Linked DNA regions of Zea mays: region 2 is linked to region 1. The links are chromatin contacts, called in public Hi-C maps. All regions are on one chromosome and are shown on one strand. The core of a region is the stretch at or near the end of the contact, and the rest is flanking DNA. Distances in the headings are between cores, read along the strand shown. Region 1 holds the start of LOC100281637 (lipid binding protein). Region 2 holds the start of LOC100216694 (Exostosin family protein).

Region 1 (5,445 bases), core at 2,058-4,557:
AACCGTCCCTGCCTGTCAGTCGCGCCTGTGCGCGCGTCTGCGGATCTAATCCTGGCCGTTGCTCGCTGATCCAATGGCCGAGACCACCCCGTACCCCTTCGCGTGTAACTTTAGCTTAAGAGACCCTCGGGTTTTAGAGAATTAACCTGTTGTCCCGAGTTTTAGCGTGCAGACCCCTGATTTCTTTTAAACAGCCCCCTGTGCTTTTAAAAAATTACAAAATTAGACCTAATTTCATATTTTAAACTTCAAAACTTGTTTATTTCATATTTTTTCATATGAACTCCAAATTTAGTGGTCCAGCGGCGCATTAGACAGTCTGATGCCGCCTGGTGACCGTTGGCCAGGCACACGTGCCGTACGTTGATCGGGCGGCCGACCGTTGGCCAGGTGCGCGACTGGCCCACCGTACAGTCTGGTGAATTTTAGTCGCGACGCCCAAGGTTTTTCCCGAGAGCGGTCAGTTTGTTGAGGCGCCAGCCTACGCACCGGATAGTCAGGTACACCGAACATTTAGGAGGGCTTTTGAGCGGCTTCGGTTTTGCTAGAGCCCTCTTAAATGCGCTGTAAAAAATGGCTCCACGACAGGAGCTGAATGTGAAGGAGCTCAATGAGAACGATAGCCATTTTGAGGGCGAGAGCGAGAGCCCAAAAATATGGCTTCGAATGGCTCCGGCACCAGGTGTCCGCTTGGCAACACGTCTGTCGTTCCTTGAGCTTCTGCCGGTCGGAGCACAGCGCAGTCTGCCGCTCCATCGGGCCTGTTTGGTTCAGCTTTTTTCTAAACAGTTTTTCTGAAAATCTGATTGTGGGGAGAATCTGACTGTGGGGTGAATCTGAGTATCATTAGAATTACGTGTGGAGGAAGATAAAATTGTTCATATGGCTTAGGATCTAGAAAGTGACGGATTCCTACTATTACAACGACTCAACCGATTATGTGTTTATATTGATTTTGGATGGTTTTTGCTCCCAACGAATTTTATAAAAGCTGGCTGAAAAGCTGAGCGTTTGACAGTCCGCATCAAAAGCTGCTGGAAACCGAAACAAACAGGGCCGATATCGTCACCTCCCACACGCTGCCCCTCGCCCATGATCTCCTCGCCATCCACGGGCACTATAGCTCCATCACCTCCCACACGTCGCCCCTCGCCAGGATCAGTATGACACTGTATGATGAAGTGGAAAATCCACAAACGAGAACGTGTGCAGTATGCTCGAGCTCACCATCAGTGGCGTACAGTATGTCAGTATGCATAAGACGTGTACGTACAAATGTCTACCAAAGGCACTAGACATTTGAGTCATATGTTAGATAAAAAAAGTATTGGAGGAGTTGGTTTACGAAACGATTTATAAAAAATAGCTCTGGTGGAGCTATTTTTAGTGTCGAAGCCGGAGCTATTTTTAGAGCAGCTGAATGCCAAACAAGCCCCTTGTGTGTAGGGATGAAAACGGTTTTGGAATTTTTCGGAATTCCGGAAACCGATTTCGAAATTTTTCGATCGGATTCACCGGTAACGGTATTTTTCGAAAACGGAATCGGTTTTCGGAATTTTCTATCGGAATCGGTACGGAATCGGCGTGGTGTTTTACCGACCGTTTCCATCGGTTACCTGTTTTTGTCGGAAATTACCGGAATTGTCTCTCGGAAATTTCCGGAATTGTGTCTCGGAATTTTTTTCGGAATTTTCCAGCATGTGATTTTTTCGCATCGCCTATACATTTTTGGATAAGGATTACTTATTTTTGTATTTTTTGGACGCTTTAAGATTTATTTAGGGTTAGATGTTGTTGGAAGGCAGTTGAGATTAACGATTTGGTCTCTCGAACGAATCCACCATTTTCTATGCATATGTTATGTATTAGTAATATATAATGATAGAGAGCCGACAGTCTGTCTTTTTCACACACTAGATTTTAGGGTTTTCTTGTGAGGCTATGAAAAAAACCTTTATGTGAGGAAAAAATATTTCATGAGTAAGCATGCCATGTCAACTAAATCGAGTGGATATTGTGAATTGTGAACTTTGAGTCTGTGAACTTGTGATCTTTATGAACTTGTTATATTGTGAACTTGTGATCTTTGTAAACTTTTTATATTATAAATTTGTGATCCTTGTGAACTTGTTATATCATGAATTGTGAACTTGTGGTATTTATGATCTTTTGTCAATTTTGTTTTATTGTGAAGTTTGATATGTTTACCGATCGTATTTTAGATTTCGACCGTTACCGGTGTATTTTCCGCACCGAACTTTCGTTTCCGATGTTTTCGAAATACCGATATCGTTTCCGTTTCCGGAGTTACCGTTTTCGATTTTGTTTCCGATAAAAAATATGAAAACGGTAATGGTTTTAGTGTTTACCGACTGTTTCCGACCGTTTTCATCCCTACTTGTGTGTACGTGCTAAGCGGAATCGGATCCTACAATCATGGCGCTATCGTGCCTTGACGATCCTTATGCTCAATGGTGTAGTTTTTTTCCCTGATGGCTGGACTCAAAAGAGGACTTGCATACCCTTGTGTGTTCCCAAGGAACATAATTGATTAACTTGGGTTTGCAAAGCGTTACGGCAATGTTTGTTTAGGACACAGCTACGGCGGCAAGGTTTATTGGAGGGAGCGGCTTGTCATGGCCCTACCATTTCCCAACCGTTGGCCGTTAGGCAAGAACGCTATCGTCACGACAACCCAGCTTAGCGTTGCCCAGACATCCCCATCACTCGCTCGGCCTACACACGAGCACAGACTAGAGATGGCAATGAGTACCCGCTACCCGAAACCCGGTGGGTTTTTGCTCTATTAGGGTATGGATTTGAGTCAATTTCTATATACATGGGTTTGTTAATGGGTTCAAATGGAAACCCAACGGGTACGTGGGCATGGGTTTGTTCTTCCACTACTCATACCCGCAAACCCATGGGTTTTTAAAACCCGCCTTAAAATCATCATTCCTTATAAATATGTCTCATAATATTATTAATTGAATATGTTCTAATTGAAATAAACTTCATGTAACAGATTTTAAGCTAAAATTAGTTATTACTTGTTCCTTTTATCCTAGCTTCTTAATGTATTAATTGTTATTTACATGATGAATTATTTTTTATGTTGATCTTAGTGGGTATGGGAAACCCGTTGGGTACCCGAAACCCGCATGGGTATGAGTTTGGGCAAAATTTTATATCCGTTATGGGTATGAGTTTTTTAGCGGGCGTATTTTTTCTTCGCGGGTATGGGTTTGGGCCAGTAATACCCAGCGGAGCACTGACGCACAAATGGACACACAGGCGCACGCTGAGCAGTGATCTCCCCATCCCTTCCCCACATGTCAAACAGAGCACAGACCACAGCCTCCTCCGGAAAGCAGGAATCCCAAGAAGCAGCGACGGCGACGGCGACGCCATGGCTCTACTAACGGCGCCACCCGCGGCGCTGGTCGTCCTCGCCGTGGCGGCGGCGCTGCTGGCCCTGCTGCCGCGAGGGAGCGCGCAGATATCAGCACCGCCGGCGGGCGCCCCCGCGCCGTCGTCGTCGCTGGACTGCGCGGGCGCGCTGCTGAACCTGACGCCGTGCCTGACGTACGTGGAGCGCCGCAGCGCGCTGACGCGCCCGGAGAAGGGCTGCTGCGGGGCGCTCGCGGCCGTCGTGGGCGGCGACGACGCCGCCTGCCTGTGCGCGCTCCTGGCCGGGAACGGCGTCCGCGTCGACACCGTGCGCGCGCTCGCGCTGCCCACCATCTGCCGCGTGGACGCGCCTCCGCCCAGGCTCTGCGCCGCGCTCGGCATGCCCGTCGCCGAGCCGCCGGGCGGAGCCGCCGCGGACGCGCCGATGGACTCAGGTACGTACTTACACTACACGGCGCGCTCTGGTCTGCCGGTTTTCGATAAGCTCGCGTTCTACAATGATGTGGGCTGCCTGCCTCTGCCTGGTGGGAATTAGCGACCGATTAATAAACAACTTTGAAGGCGTCGTAGGTACTCTAGGGAACTATCTTGTCAACTCTGCGTGATTTGCCTGCCTAGACTAGATTCTCTCGGGTACGGTACCTCAAAGCTTGCGATACTGTCTATTGGTTGTATTGTATTTGTAGGCGTAGCTAATAAAAACTACATTATATTGGCTGGATTGTATTTGTACGTCGTGAAACCTTGCGATACTGTGCACTGCTGCACTGGTAACAAAAGCAGTGGACTAATCAACCCCCTCCCCCACGCGCGCGCGTCCTGCCAAAGATGTCGGCACTGACAAGATCTCTCACCGCAGGGTCCGACGCGCCGTCGACCACACCGGCAACGGCGGCCGCGAACGGCGGTCCGGGGGCCTCGAGACGGCCGTACATGGTGGCTGCTCTCTCGCGCGGCTGTCTCGTCGTCATCCTCTCCACGCTGCTGCTGTAACTCTCGTAGGCGGCACGGCGCTCTCGGCACCACGCACCGTAGAGCTGCCGCGCATCTGTACAGGTGTAAATGTACACACGCGTTCCGCCGGTGATGGAATCAATTCGGGCGTCCCGTCCATGCCATCAACGTCCGTACCCAGTTGCTGTGAAAATGCCTTTTTGGCTGATCGCGGCGCCAGCCCCCAGCCGGCCCCGGACCCAGGCCAGGCAAACATCAAATCAGCACAGCGGCGATAGATGCGAACGTCCCGGCCGACAGCCGCAGGACGCAAAAGCGCGGGCGTCTGACGTGCCGAGACGCGTGAAATCGTTGAAAGGCGGCTTGCGGGCACGCGGCGGTTGATGCCTCGCGCGCCCCGGCGCCGTTTCTACGACACGCAGGCTGGCTGGAGGCCCTCCCTCCATGCGGCTCGCCGCGCGTACACGGGCTACGTGTGACGACGACCGACGACGACGAGCTTCCTTTTCCTCTGCTGGTGCCGGGGTGCGTGTGTCCGTATGGCACGGCCCGCAAGGCCGCAAGGGTACTGCATACGGGACTGGCCGCTGGTGGCACCGTCGTGTGACCTGTCTCTCGCCCGTGGCTGTCCTGGCCGCGCCCAGTGGGGCTCGCCGGCGGGTGGATTCTCGCTGTCGAGCTTGAGGCTAATGAGCTGGCTACGTTCGTCGGCCTGCCGTCTGCTCCAACTGATTGATTGCCCTGTTTGTTCTTTGCCTAAATTGACGACCACGTGACTGGTTCAACCCTTCCGCCGCACCCTCGGGTGCATGGATGCGATTTTAGTTTTTCATATAATTCACAAAAAATTAATCATAGCTAAAATTTTATTATTATTTTTTCAAAATTTAATATCAAATCTAGTTTATTTTTCGCCGGTTTTAAAATATTTTTAGATTTAACAAATATGTATTTATAAATTTATGGTCAGATTATTGTCATACTTATATTTAAAACTTTCATATCAAAGTGAGCACGAATTTACAGAAAGTAGATTGATTAAAAGACGATATAAAGGTACGAAAGTCTTTTTTTCACCGA
Region 2 (5,895 bases), core at 2,912-5,411, 140 kb after region 1:
ACTTCACGAGGAATGAGGTATGGCATTTAGTTCCACGTCCTAATCAAAATGTTGTAGGAACCAAGTGGGTCTTCCGCAACAAGCAAGATGAGCATGGTGTGGTGACAAGGAACAAAGCCCGACTTGTGGCCAAGGGATATTCACAAGTCGAAGGTTTCAATTTCGGTGAAACCTATGCACCCGTAGCTATAGGCTTGAGTCAATTCGCATATTACTTGCATATGCTACTTACCATGGCTTTAAGCTTTACCAAATGGACGTGAAAAGTGCCTTCCTCAATGGACCAATCAAGGAAGAAGTCTATGTTGAGCAACCTCCCGGCTTTGAAGATAGTGAGTACCCTAACCATGTCTATAAACTCTCTAAGGCGCTTTATGGGCTCAAGCAAGCCCCAAGAGCATGGTATGAATGCCTAAGAGATTTTCTTATCGCTAATGGCTTCAAAGTCAGAAAAGCCGATCCTACTCTCTTTACTAAAACAATTGCAAATGATTTGTTTGTATGCCAAATTTATGTTGATGATATCATATTTGGGTCTACTAACAAATCTACTTGTGAAGAATTTAGTAGGATCATGGTTCAAAAATTCGAGATGTCTATGATGGGGGAGTTGAAGTATTTCTTAGGATTTCAAGTCAAGCAACTCTAAGAGGGCACCTTCATTAGCCAAATGAAGTACATTCAAGACATACTCACCAAGTTTGGGATGAAGGATGCCAAGCCCATCAAGACACCCATGGGAACCAATGGGCATCTCGACCAACACACGGGAGGTAAATCCGTAGATCAAAAGGTATACCGGTCGATGATAGGATCTTTATTCTATTTATGTGCATCTCGACCGGACATTATGCTTTCCGTATGCATGTGTGCAAGATTCCAAGCCGATCCTAAGGAAGTTCACCTTAGGGCCGTGAAACGAATCTTGAGATATTTAGTTCATACTCCTAAGTTTGGCCTTTGGTACCCCAAGAGATCCACTTTTGATTTAATTGGATATTCAGATGCTGATTGGGCCGGGTGTAAAATTGATAGAAAGAGCACATCAGGGACTTGTCAGTTCTTGGGAAGATCCCAGGTGTCTTGGGCCTCAAAGAAAAAAAATTTCGTAGCTCTTTCTACCGCCGAAGCCAAGTATATTGCCGCAGGCCATTGTTGCGCGCAATTGCTTTGGATGAGGCAAACCCTTAGGGACTATGGTTACAAATTGACCAAAGTCCCTCTCCTATGTGATAATGAGAGTGCAATCCGCATGGCGGATAATCCCGTTGAGCACAGCCGCACTAAGCACATAGCCATTCGGTATCACTTTTTAAGGGATCACCAACAACGGGGGATATCGAGATTGCTTATGTTAGCACCAAAGAACAATTAGCTGATATCTTTATCAAGCCATTAGATGAGAAAACCTTTACCAAACTTAGGCATGAGCTAAATATTCTTGATTCTCGCAATTTTGATTAATGTTTTGCACACATAGCTCATGTATACCTTTGATCATCTCTTTCATGTGCTATGACTAATATGGTTTCGAGTGTATTTCATGCTAAGTCATAGATTGAAAGGGAAATGAAGTTCTTCGGCGAAGACAAGGCTTCCACTCCACTCCATCGAATTATTCATCTTTCGTCGTCACTCCACAATCGCTCTCCATCGAATCATTTTTCAAACCTACTTCCCTTTGAGGTGGTCACAAAGACCGGATCTCTTTCAACCCTTTCCCTCTCTCAAACGGTCACCTAGACCGAGTGAGCTTCTCTTCTCAATCAATTGGGACACTTAGTCCCCACAAGGACCACCACACAATTGGTGTCTCTTGCTTTGATTACAAAGATCTTAGGAACAAGAAATGAGGAAGAAGAAAAGCGATCCAAGCGCAAGAGCTCAAAAGAACACGACAAAACTCTCTCTTCTAGTCACTATTGCTTTGAGTGGAATTGGAACTTGGAGAGATTTTGATTCACTCTATTTGTGTCTTGTATTGAATGCACTAGCTCTTGTATTGAATGTGTTGGCTGAAAACTTGGATGCTTTGAAGTGTGGTGGTCGGGGGGTATTTATAGCCCCAACCACCAAAGTGGCCGTTGGGGAACTCTGCTGTCGACGGACGCACCGGACAGTCCGGTGCGCCAGCCACGTCACCCAACCGTTAGGGTTCGACCGTTGGAGCTCTGACAAGTGGGGCCACCGGATAGTCCGGTGGTGCACCGGACAGTCACTGTTCACTGTCTGGTGCGCCATCTGCGCCTGCTCTGACTTCTGCGCGCGCAGTCCGCGCACTGTAGTTCACTGTTCACCTTTTGCAGACGACCGTTGGCGCTATAGCCGTTACTCCTCTTGGCACACCGGACAGTCCGGTGAATTATAGCGGAGGGCATTTCTAGAAACCCGAAGGTGGCAAGTTCAGAGTTGATCTCCCTGGTGCACCGGACACTGTCCGGTGGCACACCGGACAGTCCAGTGCGCCAGACCAGGGCAGTCTTCGGTTTTCTTTGCTCCTTTTTATTTGAACCCTTTCTTAGACTTTTTATTGGTTTGTGTTGAACCTTTGGCACCTGTAGAACTTATAATTTAGACCAAACTAGTTAGTCCAATTATTTGTGTTGGGCAATTCAACCACCAAAATCAATTAGGAAAAGATTTTAGCCTATTTCTCTTTCACCTATCTTAGGCTACATGGGCAAAACCTATCAGCAGGAGATGGAGCGAGGCACGAGAGATGACGTACCTTTGGTGGAGCCGATGAATGCCGCTGGCTCAATAATCCGTGGCGCGCTTGAGTAGAAGCACTGTCACTGCACCTCCGTGTCTTCTCTAGGGATGGGGGGAAGGGAGGTGGTGGCGAGGGCGAGGTGTGTGGAGGCAGACGCCTCCACCTTTGCTCGGCTGGGGCGGTAAAGTCTGAGCTGTTGATTGGGCGGCGAGCGAGGGGCAGGATCTGAGAGGTGAGGATTTAGGGTGAGTGTCGTTGGTGGAATGGAGGAAGAAAGTATAGGGCATAACCCAGCGCGCTCCCATCGATGGAAGGTGAGTGTCGTCGGGGAAGGGGATCGCGGGGGCAACGGAGTTGATTGCGGGGGCGGCCGCGGCGACGCCATGGATGGAAGGGCACACTGGGGAGGCGCGATTTCTCCGTAAACCAACAATGGAAACCCTTGCGCGAGCGGTAATTGCGGGCTAGATTCGGCCGCGGGCGGGGCTGGATGCGGCCTCGGGACGCGGGCTTGGCGGGCGGGAGGGATGCGCGGCGGTGCGGGGCGCTGGAAGGGACGCGGGCGGAGCTGGATGCGGCAGGGACGCGGGCGGGGCTAGATGCGGCAAGGACGCGCTGGATGCGGCAGGGACCGCGGCCGACAGAACGTGCACCGGCTGTTACTGTGGACGCCTACGTTAGGATTATAATAGTAGTAGAGATAAGAATATTCTCTGTTCGAACTTTCGAAGTTGTTTAGTTTTATGTCCCTCGACCAAACACGATTAAGGCCTTGTTTAGTAGAACTTCGCTCTATAATTCTCTATCTTTGAGAGTTAATGCTATAATAGAGTGATTTCAAATGATTCTCAAGTAGATTTATTTAACGAAAACCGTTTGGTAAATTGTGGGTGACGTGATTTCTGAGGGGTTGGAGTGTGGGGAGCAGGTTAGAAGCATCGAGAAGCATATTTTTTTTAGCTCACACTCTCTAGTACAAAATGGAGCAACTCAGTTTTTAGCCGTTTAGCTTTCTAAAGTGATTATCGTTGAGACCAGAGGTATGAGAGCTCCACCAAACACCCACTAAGGTCCGTTTGGGACAGCTCCAGCTTCAAGAAATTTGGTGAAGTTAATGAAGCAGGTAATTAGATGCTCTAGAAAATCATGGAGCTAGAGCTGTAAGCCTTTAAAAACATTTATAGATCTCATTTTATTTATTATTAGATTAAAAATATTTTTAAAAGTATTTATATTAATATTATAAACTATAGTTCTGCACTGGAGCTAGAACCTAAAGCTGTCTGAAGCCATCCCAATACACCGGGCCGTTTCGTTTCGCCTGGCTCGACAACCAAATAGGAGTCAGGAGAATCCCCGGCCGCCCGTGCCTTTCCGCCTCACCACACGAGTCACACGGCTCACACCCACACCGCGCCGCACCCGTCCCAGCACCCAACTCAACCGCTGCTATCAGCTCCAGATCCGACCGCCTCGATCGGGACGCGAGCATCTCCATAGCGACCAACCGGCCGCCGCGGGTGACCAACCCAGCCGCGCTTTCCCCCGTCAGATCCCCTCCTAGCCAGCCATGGCCGAGCCCCGTTCCGCCCTCCGCCCGCATTGCCACTGTTAGTGCCATGGCCACCGCCTGCCGGAGCCCGCTCGTCTGGCTCTTCGCGCTCGCCGCCGCGCTATTCTTCCTCTCCTGGTACCTCCTCCTCAACTCCGCCGCGGGCCCAACCGCCGCCCGCCGCCCCAACCAGGGGCTCCGCCTCGGCGGCCCCGGTAGGAAATGCGACCCCGCGGAGGCGCTGCTGCGAGTGTTCATGTACGACCTGCCCCCCGAGTTCCACTTCGGACTGCTCGACTGGAAGCCCCCGGGCTTCGGCGGCGGCGTGTGGCCCGACGTCAGGGACGGCGTGCCGGACTACCCGGGGGGGCTCAACCTTCAGCACAGCATCGAGTACTGGCTCACCCTCGACCTCTTGGCCTCCGAGCAGGGCGCGCCCACGCCCTGCGCAGCGGCGCGGGTGCGCCACGCGGCGGACGCCGACGTCGTCTTCGTGCCTTTCTTCGCCTCGCTCAGCTTCAACCGCCACTCCCGGGTGGTGCCGCCCGCGCGGAACAGCGAGGACCGCGCGCTGCAACGGAGGCTCCTCGAGTTCCTCGCCGCGCGGCCTGAGTGGCGCAGGACCGGCGGGCGGGACCACGTCGTGCTCGCGCATCACCCCAACGGTATGCTCGACGCGCGCTACAGGTTCTGGCCCTGCGTCTTCGTGCTCTGCGACTTCGGGAGGTACCCGCCCAGCGTCGCCAACCTCGACAAGGACATCATCGCGCCCTATCGGCACCTCGTCGCCAACTTCGCTAATGACACCGCCGGATACGACGACCGGCCGACGCTGCTCTACTTCCAAGGCGCCATCTACAGGAAGGATGTGAGTATACCTTGCTAATTACTCATCTCGTCGAAATTGAATCTTTGTTGGATTAGTCGCATCTAATTTAATAATAATAACGTCAGCATGCCTCTTTTGCTTAAAGAACTCTGTTTTCCAAGTGTTCTTCCCTAAAAAGAATTGAGAATGTTTGCCATGCCCATGTGGCACGTGCACTCCTTTTCGTTCCGCAGCTCCTACTAGTAATGGCTAGCATGGCCCTTTCCCTCTGTGTGCCACTTACTTTAATTTGCACTATTTCTGGCCACTAGGTATGCACTGATGGAAATCGATGTATGCTTCCTTATGAATTGGAGCGTTTTGCCCTGCCTATCAGTAACTAGTCCAGCTCATACGTAGGCGATCACTTCTCCCGGTCCTATGTGACCACGATCAGCGTACTTGGCTCTGCCTTTTCGCAACAAGTTCAGTAATACATAAGTAGTAATACAATTCAACAAGTGATCTATGTATCATGTAAACATTTCCATTGACAATCAAACGTGGATTATGATGAGGACATCATCCACTATTACCCGTTGGCAAAGACGTAATTGACCCAGTTGGCCCAATTGTAGTCGGACGGTGACCGTGTGAGCCTCAGAATTATCCCACCTCGCTTAACTTGGAAAGAGGAAGCCACTTTAGAAGGGAGAGCCACTCTTCCCCCATTGGACTAGTCCTTTGGGACGATTGGGCCTTTCCCTGAGTTGGGTGTGTATAATGAACTGTTGGGCTCCGAGCAACCCTAATTTGATGGGC

The links. Hi-C and Micro-C count contacts between places; a contact is called where the count stands out from the background.
Region 2: a Hi-C map of ear shows a contact between it and region 1, with 2.0 times the contacts expected there. The contact joins the promoter of LOC100216694 here to the promoter of LOC100281637 in region 1. A contact is called at or near these places in 2 of 25 Hi-C or Micro-C datasets (ear and root tip).

Annotation. Positions count from the first base shown.
Region 1 is chr1:52,764,327-52,769,771 of Zm-B73-REFERENCE-NAM-5.0, forward strand. It overlaps LOC100281637 (lipid binding protein), which reads left to right and starts at 3,308. Exons shown (of 2, transcript NM_001154556.2): 1 at 3,308-3,845; 2 at 4,271-4,533. The coding sequence starts at 3,410. The coding sequence ends at 4,404.
Region 2 is chr1:52,906,281-52,912,175 of Zm-B73-REFERENCE-NAM-5.0, forward strand. LOC100216694 (Exostosin family protein) reads left to right here and starts at 4,162. Exons shown (of 2, transcript NM_001143100.1): 1 at 4,162-5,133. The coding sequence starts at 4,333.